Linked DNA regions of Sus scrofa: region 1 is linked to region 2. The links are chromatin contacts, called in public Hi-C maps. All regions are on one chromosome and are shown on one strand. The core of a region is the stretch at or near the end of the contact, and the rest is flanking DNA. Distances in the headings are between cores, read along the strand shown. Region 1 has its middle 210 kb from the start of DPH6. Region 2 has its middle 510 kb from the start of DPH6.

Region 1 (5,621 bases), core at 1,851-4,350, 300 kb before region 2:
AAGGAATTCAGTGCAACTCCTATCTTTTCATCTCGGACAATGGATGGAGGCAATATAACAGAGATAGACAGAAGGGGGTGGTTATGAAAACAAAGATCCTTCCTTTTGGACCCCTGGACTTACCACACACGTGTTCCTGGTACACACACACACTTAAGTTTCTTCTAAAAATATTTTGTTTGATTTCTCACTACTATAAAAACTCGAGGGCTTAGACAGATATCTTGACTTTGCTCATCACTGAATTCACACCACTTAGTAGACAATGGTACACACTAGGTATCTAATAAATTTACCCTTTGAATGATTGCATCATATAAATCATTTTTCCTGTTTATTAGTTCATATGAGTATTCATAAATTGTCTGATTTCAGTAGAATAGACTCATCAAAATTTATGTGTCTTTCTTGGTTTATACATGGATAGAAAGTTTTAATGGATTATCAGTTTCTTCAGGAGATAGGCTACCCTTTGCCCATCTTTGAACACCCAGTGCCTAGCTCAGGGTGCATGGAAAAGGCATTTTACTTTTCTCTGTAAGCCTCTGTTTCATAATCTATAAGACAGATATAAACACCACCCCTACTTTAAAGAGTTGCTGTGAAAATTATGGAGTTCCCTGTTGGCTCAGTGGGTTAAGGATCTGGCATTGTCACTGCTGTGGCTCAAGTTCAATCCCTGGCTCTGGAGTTTCTACATGCCGCAGGCACAGCCAAAAAAAAAAACAAAAAACAAAAAACAAAAAAGGAAATGAGATAGTCTAATCTATAAATATAAAGCACATGGCACAGTTTTGAGTATATTGAACTGAACATAATGATTGTTATTGTTATTATTATTATTTGCCTTTTTAGGGCCACACCACAGCATATGGAAGTTACCAAGCTAGAGGTCAAATCAGAGCTGTAGCTGCTGGCCTGCACCACAGCCACAGCAATGCAGGATCCCAGCTGTGTCTGCAATGTACACCACAGCTAATGGCAAAGCTGAATCCTTAAACCTACTGAGTGAGGCGAGGGATCGAACCTATGTACTCATGGATGCTAGTCAGATTCGTTTCCACTGAACTATGATGGGAACTCCATTATTGTTATATTAATATTCATTGCTGAAAGAATAGGAAGTTTGTCAAATCCAGGTACCTTAGAGAAGACCAAGCATGCCACTATCCATTCTTATTATTCATAAATAGATAATTGTTAGGTTAATATTAAAAATCGGTATTCCAACCAATATTTTACAGTAGTATGCTCTTCCAAGGTAATCTTTAGAACTGGTGTTTAAGTGAATTATCTTAATGATTCTTTCTATGATTTGAACAGATTTAATTAAAGGACAACCTTCTTAAGGTTTATTCTTAAAAAGGATTTTGGTGTATTATTAGGCTTTTAGCAATTCTAATGTAAAAAGAGAAAAAATTTTGACTCCTCAGGTATGCGCATGCAATGGCAAGCTATACCTAACAAGTAAATTAAAAATACCATTGAACATTAGATAAATATCTTTTTATTTTTTATAAGAAAAACACATCAAACTTCCATATAGCAGGTTGCTATTGTGAAGTACTTGATTTTCCTTAGTAAACATTTATTGTTTGATGATGCTCTGTCACCATGAGGTAAAGCATCAATATGCTTAAGGACCTAGCATTGTGAAAACACATATTTTTAATATCTAAAAGGTTTGTGCAATTATAAACAAGACAGTGCACCCAATATTGAATCATGCTTCATGAGAAAAAAGATGCTCAATTTACTTGACCTACTTTCATCTTCATGTTTAGGAAACAGGGTCTAAGAAGTAAACAAAGTAGTTGTGTCTCATGTAGGAGATGATTATTGTTTGAATTTATGATTCATGCCTTGAGCAAAATTTTGTTTGTGGCCTCATTTGCAACCATAATTTACAACTTTACCAGGGATATGCTGTGTATTTGGGAGGTAATATATCAGACTTGCTTTGTACTGGAACAGTTTTCTAGCTCTGGGTATAGTATTTTCTGTGTTTCTGTTAGCTATAAAATTTCTAGGCATAACATTTATTGTAGCAAATATGGAAATTTTTAAAAATTGTATTCCCCTTAGGAATGTCTTATTGTATTTATATTCTTATTATAGCTAAATCCAACTAGTGTTTAAAGAAGTTGTTAATCCTGCAAATATCTGGTTGCAAAAGAAGAATCAACCTTTTCAGATTTTGTGAAAATAAGGATTGGCTTATTTTTGCATCTTGTGTACCTCTCATCTAAGAAACTAATAAACAAAATATGATTCAAACAGTTTGTGTGTGCCCTTCAAATCTAGATATTTTGTTTCCTATTGCAGAAAATAGAGATTCCTCCAAGTTTTTTCCCTCATCAAGCTTTTAGGAGAGTTTTTCTTGACATAAAGGTGAGTAGACTGAGAATATGGTGAATGTTATTGGTAGGCTCAGCAGGGTAAAGAGAAGTAGGATAATACCTTTAGTCAGGATTCTGGGACTTCAAAACAGAATTAAATGTAGGCTCAAGAATCATTTCAGCACTATTACATACTTCTTTTCTTTCCCCAGTAATTATTCATTCAGCTTTTATAACTAACCACAGTGATTTTCTTAGAACAAAGGAGAGCATGGCAACAATAGCTTTAAAAATGACGAAGTTTAAATGCCCAAGGTCAGAGTGTAACATTTTGATTTCCATAAGTATTTCAAATGCTACAGGCTTTATGTAATAATTTTAATGTGAAAAATATGCAGGCCACGCTTCAGTGCTCTTTGCATATACTGCAAAGAGGGAAAAAAACCTTAAAAATTGCTTAGCTTTAATTGAGCAAAAGGATTCACATGTGATCTGAACTTGTGGCTCATAATTCCTCTAGACAGCCTCGGTTGCCGTGTGATGATCCTAATTAAATTATGTAACGGCACTGAACTATCTAAGCCAGAGGGCCTGTGCTTTTATATCACCTGGCTATTTAACTCTTTGCGGGATTCTGAGCTTGGGGCTCTGGTCTTCTACGGGGATTTTCTGTGTTTTTCATTGTTAAGGGTCGAAAAACACAGTATTGATGGGATCCGCTTTGAAAGTTTTTGCCTGTAGGTGGCAGCATTGTAAGGTTTTGGAAGATGAGCTCTGTCTTTGCCTGTGAAGCCTTTCCCCGAGCCTCAATAACCGCACCCCTCAGCCCCACCCCCACCTCATCAGCCAAGCTAACATCGTTACACACTCATGTCAGGTAAAACTAAAATGGAGAGAAATGCCATAGCCAAAAAATTATGCTTTGTTCACGTTGGTCTGTATTTCATTATATCTCTGATAATATGGTACGTTTGTAATTCTGACCTGAGATTCAGCTAAAGGAGGCTTCTCTGTAGTACAACGTTAACCCGTTGCAAACCATACACATTCAAGATAGGCATTTTACCAAAGATAGGAAGGGAAATTACATTTTGGGTGAATAATTAAGTATGCCTGTCTTAATCACTTGGAAACAAGTCAGAAAGTTTCAAAAATGCATATGAAAACCACCTCATGAGATTCCCACAGCAACCTTAAGCGTTCTGGCAAAGGTTGCTCTTTCTTTCATCCTTTTCTCTGTGCTTGGCCACCTGTTTCAGTCTAGTTAAGTTCCAAAATTACTTTTGCGATTTGGCGAGAGTAGAGAAGAAACAGAGATTTACCAAATTTGATATATCTGATTTGAAAGTCATGATTCATGTGTCTTTTAATAATGTATTGCTTTATGCAATACTAATATTGTTTGAGTATATAAATCAAAGCATGATAAATAATAAATGCAAATATACAGATACTAGCAGAGATTTCATCGACTGTAATGTTTTTTTTATAAAACCCACAGAGACCTTGCAGTTTTATCTTGTGCATGTCTCCTATATGAAAGTTATACTTGAAAAACTTCTCTAGGTGATTATGGAAACAGTGTAGTATAAGGACATTGGTATCAGACCTTGTATGAAGTCTTTTGTTAATGGAATCCTTAGAGAAATCGTTTCTGAGGTCAAGATTGACAAAATTGTTTAAGTATTATTGAAAATATAAAACAAAATTGTTTCCTCAATAAATATAATTAGCTGTATATACTGCAGTTTCAAGAGCAAGCACTGATACTGGGACCAGCTCTTTAAATAAAATAGGACCTCTGTGGTCTCTGGAGGGAACATGCATAAAGCAAAGTAAATGATTTTCTGTCAACACTAAGTAGACAGGTGCTTACATTGAACAGCATTCTAATATGTCTCTGAATATTTATGTCTTCTTTTTCAAATGCATTGCCCATGAATGTCACAGCTGTCAAACGTCTGTACACAAGAAGATAAAAAATGAAATTAATAAAAGGCAGATCAACATTGCATTTGTTTGGAACACTTTTCTTCCCTGCTTCTTTCCCTTTCCTATCTTTCTTTTCTTTTTTTCTTTAAAAAAAAAAAAACTCACCTGTTTTTTAGGATTTGGGCACATCTGCATTTTCTAAAAGGCCAAAGGAAATATGAGTTGACTAGTTGTATTTCGAGCTAGCACCAGGGCCTGTCTCAGCATTTAAACACCAAAATAATCAATGGAATTAATGACCAAGAGAACCAGGGTCTGAGGATTTTTCTAGCCATTTCCGCTGTCCATGTGCTTGGTTTGTGTGGGTGCCACAAACGAGATTCTGACAGGTTGTCACTGCCCCAACCTGAAACTCAAGTTTGTGAGGTGAGAGGCTCTTAAATCTTTCTGCTTCTCTAGCCCAGAGTTTTAGCTCCACAGTTAGTGCCAAAACAAGCCATCATGTACCCTCAGAATTATAGAGGAACTCGGTTTTCAGAGCAGAGATGACTAAATAAAGTTGGTGGTGGATCAAAGCAATGGAAAAAGGGCCATTTAGTCGTCAGATCCCTGCCTTTCGGCTTCTCGTGGTTACTGAAAGGGCCATGTGCATGAAGAGTGTACGTTGGGAGTTGGGATGAACTCAGCAGTCATTTGACAAGCTTTATTTATTACAATGCAGCAAATTTTGATGCATCTGGTTATTATTATTACTAACTAATCCTCAGCAAAAAAATATCCTCCCCCAGCTATTTCTGTATCCACCCTGAATTGTCTGAACAAACCATTTGGTCACAGGAAAGAACGTAATTTAAATGCTGACCCAGGAATTTAAGCTTAGGAACTTTCTGCCTGTGTTTTGTCTTTGATGAGAACTGTTCTAAACAAAAACTCTCCAAATGGTCAAATAGTTGTTGTAAAAGCCTCAGTTTACTAAGACTTAAAATTTATTGTTCAAATTTTGGTGACCTAATTGGTGTTTTATTGATAACCACAGATATGAACCAGATGTAATAAATCTTGGTTTAACTCAGATTTGATTTTGAGAACATGCTGATTGCCCTAATTTTGTTATATTTATAAAAGAAAAAAAAAGTAACTGCAATGTAAACCATGGACTTTGGGTGATTATGATGTGCCAGTCAGTTGTTCACCAGTTTTAACAAATGCACCATTTCGTGGAGGATGTTGACAGTTGGGGTGGCTAAGTATGTGTGGGCACAGGGAATAGTTGAGACATCTCTGTGCCTTTCCTTTAATTTTACTATGAGCCTAAAACTGTTCTAAAATATAAAGTCTTATTCAAAAAAA
Region 2 (5,958 bases), core at 693-3,192:
TCATCTCAATTCCTATAACCAGAATTTGGAATGACTTAGAAACACTGTGGAATTTAGGGCTGTTAGAACAGAACATCCTCATCATGGTGTAGGAAAAAGAAAATTAATGTGCTGATTTTTTTTCTACCTTCTACCCATGTACCACCCCATTCTGTATCCTGTGGCCTTCTCGATGCCCCAGTTGGCTGACCCCAATGGACTGCATCAGTCACTAGGCTCTCTGGCTTCTGGCTGAGATCAGCCAATGGGAAATATCAGCATGAGAAAACATCTGGGGTATTTCTTCCTGCTCCCTGCCTGCTTTGGCATCACACCTCTAGTGACTGCCATCTCCCTCGATGACTCCAGCTCTCTCTGAGCTCCAATAATACTGTTTTCCCATTTGCTACTTCAGCCATAGGGGTGTTACTGGTTTCTTCTGTTGCTGGCTTCCTCACCATTCTTCCTTTGTTCGTTTGACCCTGTCTTCACCTCCATAAAGTGCTTTCATAAGAATCTCTTCATTTGAATAATTTAGGGAATATTCTGTTGTGTACTAAAAACCAAACTCATGCAATGAAATACTAATGGGTAAACCAGAGATTTATAGAAACTAAGCCAAATTATTATTTGATAAGTATTTACTTATTTTTAAACATAGCAATAATTTTTGAGGACAAAAACCTTAGCGGTTGTCTTCATCAACTCTTCTTTTTAATTCTACGGACTACACCTGGAAATGGAGGAGACTTGGTATAAAGGACAGACATGAACAAGTGTGTGGGAAGAGGAAGTGATGGGCATCAAAGCAAACTCGTGCCCATTTCATATTTCCCTTCAGTGCTAGTTTTGGTCTTGATCTGGAGTTACTGATTTTAGAAGACACTGAGGGAGAAAATTAGGAAAATTAGAAAATAACTACCTGATACTCTGTGGATGCTGTGCTAGGTAATGCACAAAAGCAGATGATTCTATTCGATGAAGCAACACATACTCCCTTACATGTCTGTTTTATGCAATTTCTAGGATTCATATTTTCTGTGCTGTTAATCACTTAGCATTAGGTAACTCAGAAGCTCCATAACTTTTCCAAAGAGACCTATTTTAGATTGTTATATAACCTTGTCATGAGTTTGATGCTTGTGGCAGCATGAGGACCTGGTGGCAGTTTTTTCTATTTGCATTTATCTACATCCTTCACTCTGTGACAACTTCCTGAACTTGGGAAACCTCTCTAGTGACTCAGACTATGATTAGCAAAAGGCCCAGGGTCTGGGTTCTGGTCCTGCCACTGAGAAAGGTCACTTCAATCAGAGACCATCTGAGAAGCCTAGACTCTCCTGACAGTAGTAGTGCAGACCCCCAAGAAATACTGGAATAAGACTCTACCTTCTGGAATCTTCTGCATATAGTGTAAATCCCTGCTCAAGATTTCTCTGATAAAACCTGAAGCTCTGAGGGTACCTCAGGCTCAAGAAACCTCTCAGGCTGTCTCTGGACTCAGACTGTCGCCCTGGAAGCAAAAGTTGTCCTTAGGTGACTGAATAAAATGTACTCATGCATCCTCTTATCCCTGCTTTGCTTCAAAGTGGGACTGGACAAGCTGTCCTTGCTTCAATCTCTCTGGTGGCTCTAGTGTGTGTATTTCTTTCCCCGTAATCAGCCAGATTTTGATCAAATCTGAAAACCCTACATAATGTATGCCAAGCACATTTGGATTCATTTGCATATAAATCATCACAGATGACGCTTTATAAAGATTTCTAAGATGCCTCTTAATAAGCATTTTCAAACCTCTTTTATTTTTCTGTAAACACTCTCTTTAATCTCAAGCTCTGGAAGGTTTGAATTTGGTTCGAAATGGCAAACCCAGGAATTTTGAGCAGATTCTGACAGGCCTGAGTTCTCCCAGTCCTACTTTTCATCCATCAGCAATTGACTCAGAATCCCTCGGCCAGACGGATGAAGAGTCCCAGCTGTCAACTCACGTCTCCCACTGGTACTTTATACTCATTGGCTTTAAAAACAAGAGTGTTTTCATGTTTTAAATGCTCATTTACAAACTGTTTCTAATCTCTTGAGTCTCCGCAATGTTCCCACTGAGGGCTCCATGCTCCCAGGGGAATTTTCCCTGGTTTAGGAATAAATGGGAAGAAGGAGGGGTGGGAAGAACAAGCCTCTTCTGATAAGCTGTCCCAGATGACAAGCCCTTCCCCTCAGACCCATCCGCTTAGATCAGTGAACATTTCACAGGCTTAATGGTTATCTTCAAGAGAAGACCAGGCCCTTACGTAACCAAACATACAAAGAGGTATGCAACATAAAAAATGTTTCCCACAGATTTCAAGTAGGAAAAAATGTGAGTTTCCTATCTTATGCAACCCCAGAGAAATACCCTTCTCTCATTCAACTGTTCTTTAAACCACTCATTCATCTTATTGTTTCCTTACAATTAAAAAAAAAAATTCCGCCAACTCAGGCAGTGTCATTTCTCCTGTATAGTTTTCTGTATGTGTATATCCCATACATATAAACCCAGAAAAACAAATGTGCAATTTGGAAATTTGCTCTTTAGTGACATTTATTTTAGGACCTTCTGTGAATATTTGAATTCAAACAAATATGAAATTTCAGTTTTTGTAGGATCACTGTTACATGGACCTTCTATGATATATATTGTCAAGCTCTTTGGCACGTGGTCCACAAATATATATTGAATGAATAGATGCAACAATTAAAACATATCATTTTCTGATTTTAAAGTACATTTTAAATACTAGCAGAAGCGTGTTCTGTTTAGGTCTCTGAACAGGCTATAATAAGAGTAATAATAATCATTATATCTGTAAAATAAATATAAATTATTAATCATTAATAATTATTATGTAACTATTACTTTATGATCCACAAAGTTCTTACATGTACAGTCTGTTTTTACATGTGGTTTCATTTTTCACTTGAGATATTGTTTCAATTTGTTTGCAAGCTATATTAGTCTTAATGTTAAAGTCATCTCTTATTACCACGTCCATTTTGTTATTGTGGAATTATTTTTCCTCCCACCTCTGCTTCCAAAATGTAGAAGAAAGTTGACTCAGTTCATTAATTTACTACACTTTCTGGTATATGATAACATTCATATGAAATGTCTTCTCTCTTTTCAGCTGTAGTATATTGGTTAGAATACAGATCACGATGCTGTAAATATACTCAACAATAGAGTGGAACAGGGAGTTAGGAGCCTATTTTCCTCTCACATTAAGTTTGGAGATGAGCAGTCCAGAGCTGGAGGGTTCCCTGTCTCCATAGGAAATGTAGTGCTCAGGCTGCTGGATTCACTCTGCCATGGACAGGATGTGGCTTCCATCTCTGGCCCTAGGTAGCTGTTCCATCTCTTGACATTTTCCAGCCAAGAGAAACAGAGAAATGTACCTGGGATAGTGTTCAAAGTCAAAACTTCAAAGGCCACTTCTTTTTTTTAATGTAATTTTTATTTTATATTGGAATATAGTTGATTTGCAATGTTGTGTTAGTTTCAAGTGTTCAGCAAAGTGATTAAGTTTTATATATATATATATATTTATATATATATATATATCTCCATTCTTCATCAGATTCTTTTCCCATATAGTTATTACAGAATATTGAGTAGAGTTCCCCTGTGATAAAGTAGGTTCTTGTTGACTATCTGTTTTTTATATAGTCATATGTTTATGTTAATTCCAAGCTCTTAACTTATCCCTTCCCTCCACTTTTCCCCTTTGGTAATCATAAGTTTGTTTTTGAAGTCCATGTGTCTGTTTTTGTTTTGAAAATGAGTTTGCTTTTATCATTTTTTAGTTTTCCACATATAAGTAATACCATATGATATTTGCCTTTCTCTGTATGACTTACTTCACTTAATATGATAATCTCTAGTCCCATCCATGTTGCTGCAAATGGCATTATTTCATTCTCTTTTTAATGGCTGAGTAATATTCCATTGTACATATGGACCATATTGTTTATTCATTCTGTTGTCAATGGACTTTTAGGTTGCTTCCATGTATTGGCTCCCATAAGCAGTGAGGCAATGAATGTTGGGTGCATGCATCTTTTTGAGTTACGGTTTTCCCTGATGTATGCCCAAGAGTGAGATTGCTGGATCATATGGTAGTTCTAATTTAGTCTTTTAGGGAAACTCCATACTGTTCTCCATAGTAGTTGTAACAGTTTACATTCCCACCAACAGTGTAGGAGCGTTCCCTTTTCTCCATACCCTCTCCTGCATTTATTGTCTCTAGACTTTTTGATAATGGACATTCTGACAAGGGTGAGGTGATATCCCATTGTAGTTTTGATTTGCATTTCTCTAATAATGAGTGATGTTGAACATCTTTTCTTGCGCTTTTTGGCCATCCATTAAGGTTTTATATATATAGTATCATGTTATCATCATGTAAGGACAGTTTTACCTCTTCTCTTCCAATTTGGATACCTTTTCTTTCTCTTGAATGATTGCTGTGTCCAGGACTTGCAATATTATGTTGAATAGAAGTGGTAAATGTGGGTATCCTTGTCTTGCTCCAGATTTTAGCAGGAATTCTTTTAGCTTTTCACCATTGAGTATTATATTGGCTGTGGGTTTGTCATAGCTTTTATTATATTGAAATATGGCCCTCTATACCCACTTTGAGTTTTTATCATGAATGGTTGTTGAATTTTGTCACATGCTTTTTCTGCATTGTGAGATGATCATGCAGTTTTGTCTTTTGTTTATGTGGAGTATCACATTAATTCGCATATGTTGAACCATCCTTGTGAACTTGAGGTGAGTCCCATTTGGCTTGTGGTATGTGATCTTTTTTACGTGTTATTAGATTTGGCTAACACTTTGTTGATAATTTTTGCATCTATATCCATGAACAGTATTGGACTGTTTTTGTTTTTTGGGTTTTTTTTTTTTTTTTTGGTGGTGTCTTTTTTTTGCTATCAGGATGATGGTGGCTTCATAGAACTCATTGGGAGTATTCCCACCTCTTTAGTTTTCTGGAAGAGTTTGAGAAGAATGGAAGTAAGTTCTTCACATGTTTAGTGGAATTCAAGCTTGAAGCCATCTATACCTGTACTTTTATTTGTAGGGAGTTTTTTAAATTACAGATTCTATTTCATGCCTAGTAATCAGTCTTTTCAAGTTATCTATTTCTTCTTGATTCAATTTTTGTGAGCTGTATGTTTCTAGAAACTTGTCAGTTTATTCTAGGTTATCAAATTGGCTGGCATATAATTGTTCATAGTATCCTCTTGTGTTTTTTTTGTATTTGTGTGATGTCAGTTGTTATGTCTTCTTTTTTATTTCTTATTTTGTTTTCGGGTTCTCTCTCTTTGCTCTTTGGTGAGCCTGACCAGAGGTTTGCCAATCTTTTCTAACAGTTCTATTGTATCATTTAGGATCTCTGTTGCCTTATTAATTTTCTGTCTAGAAGATCTATTGATGTAAGTGGGGTGTTAAAGTCTCCTGCTATTATTGTATTCCCAACAATTTCTCCCTTTATGTCTGTTAGTATTTGTTTTATGTATTTGGGTACCCCTGGTGTATACATGTTGATGAATATAATATCCTCTTGTATCAATCTTTTTATCATTATATAGAATCTTTCTTTATGGCCTTTGGTTTGAAGTCTATTTTGTCTGATATGAGTATTGTGACCCCCACTTTCTTGTCATTTTCATTTGCAATAAATATCTTTTTCCATCCCATTTTCTTTTTTTTTTTTCTTCCTTTTCTTGTCTTTTTAGGTTCGCACTCATGGCATATGGAGGTTCCCAGGCTAGAGGTCTAATCTGAGCTACAGCTGCCAGCCTATGCCAGAGCCACAGCAACACCAGATCCGAGCCATCTCTGTGACCTACACCACAGCTCATGGCAATGCCAGATCCTTAACCCACTGAGTGAGGCCAGGGATTGAACCCACAACCTCATGGTTTCTAGTCAGATTC

The links. A called contact is a pair of places that touch in the nucleus more often than the background predicts.
Region 1: a Hi-C map of heart right ventricle shows a contact between it and region 2, with 4 times the contacts expected there. The contact joins two enhancer-like sites. A contact is called at or near these places in 2 of 47 Hi-C or Micro-C datasets (embryonic fibroblasts and heart right ventricle).

Annotation. Positions count from the first base shown.
Region 1 is chr1:135,361,915-135,367,535 of Sscrofa11.1, reverse strand. No RefSeq gene overlaps it. Among named protein-coding and RNA genes, the nearest start is that of DPH6, 210 kb to the left of the region's middle. Within about 2 kb of position 3,100, at least 8 of the 83 cell types and tissues checked have an H3K27ac peak or open chromatin away from gene starts, as enhancers often do.
Region 2 is chr1:135,062,610-135,068,567 of Sscrofa11.1, reverse strand. No RefSeq gene overlaps it. Among named protein-coding and RNA genes, the nearest start is that of DPH6, 510 kb to the left of the region's middle. Within about 2 kb of position 1,942, at least 3 of the 83 cell types and tissues checked have an H3K27ac peak or open chromatin away from gene starts, as enhancers often do.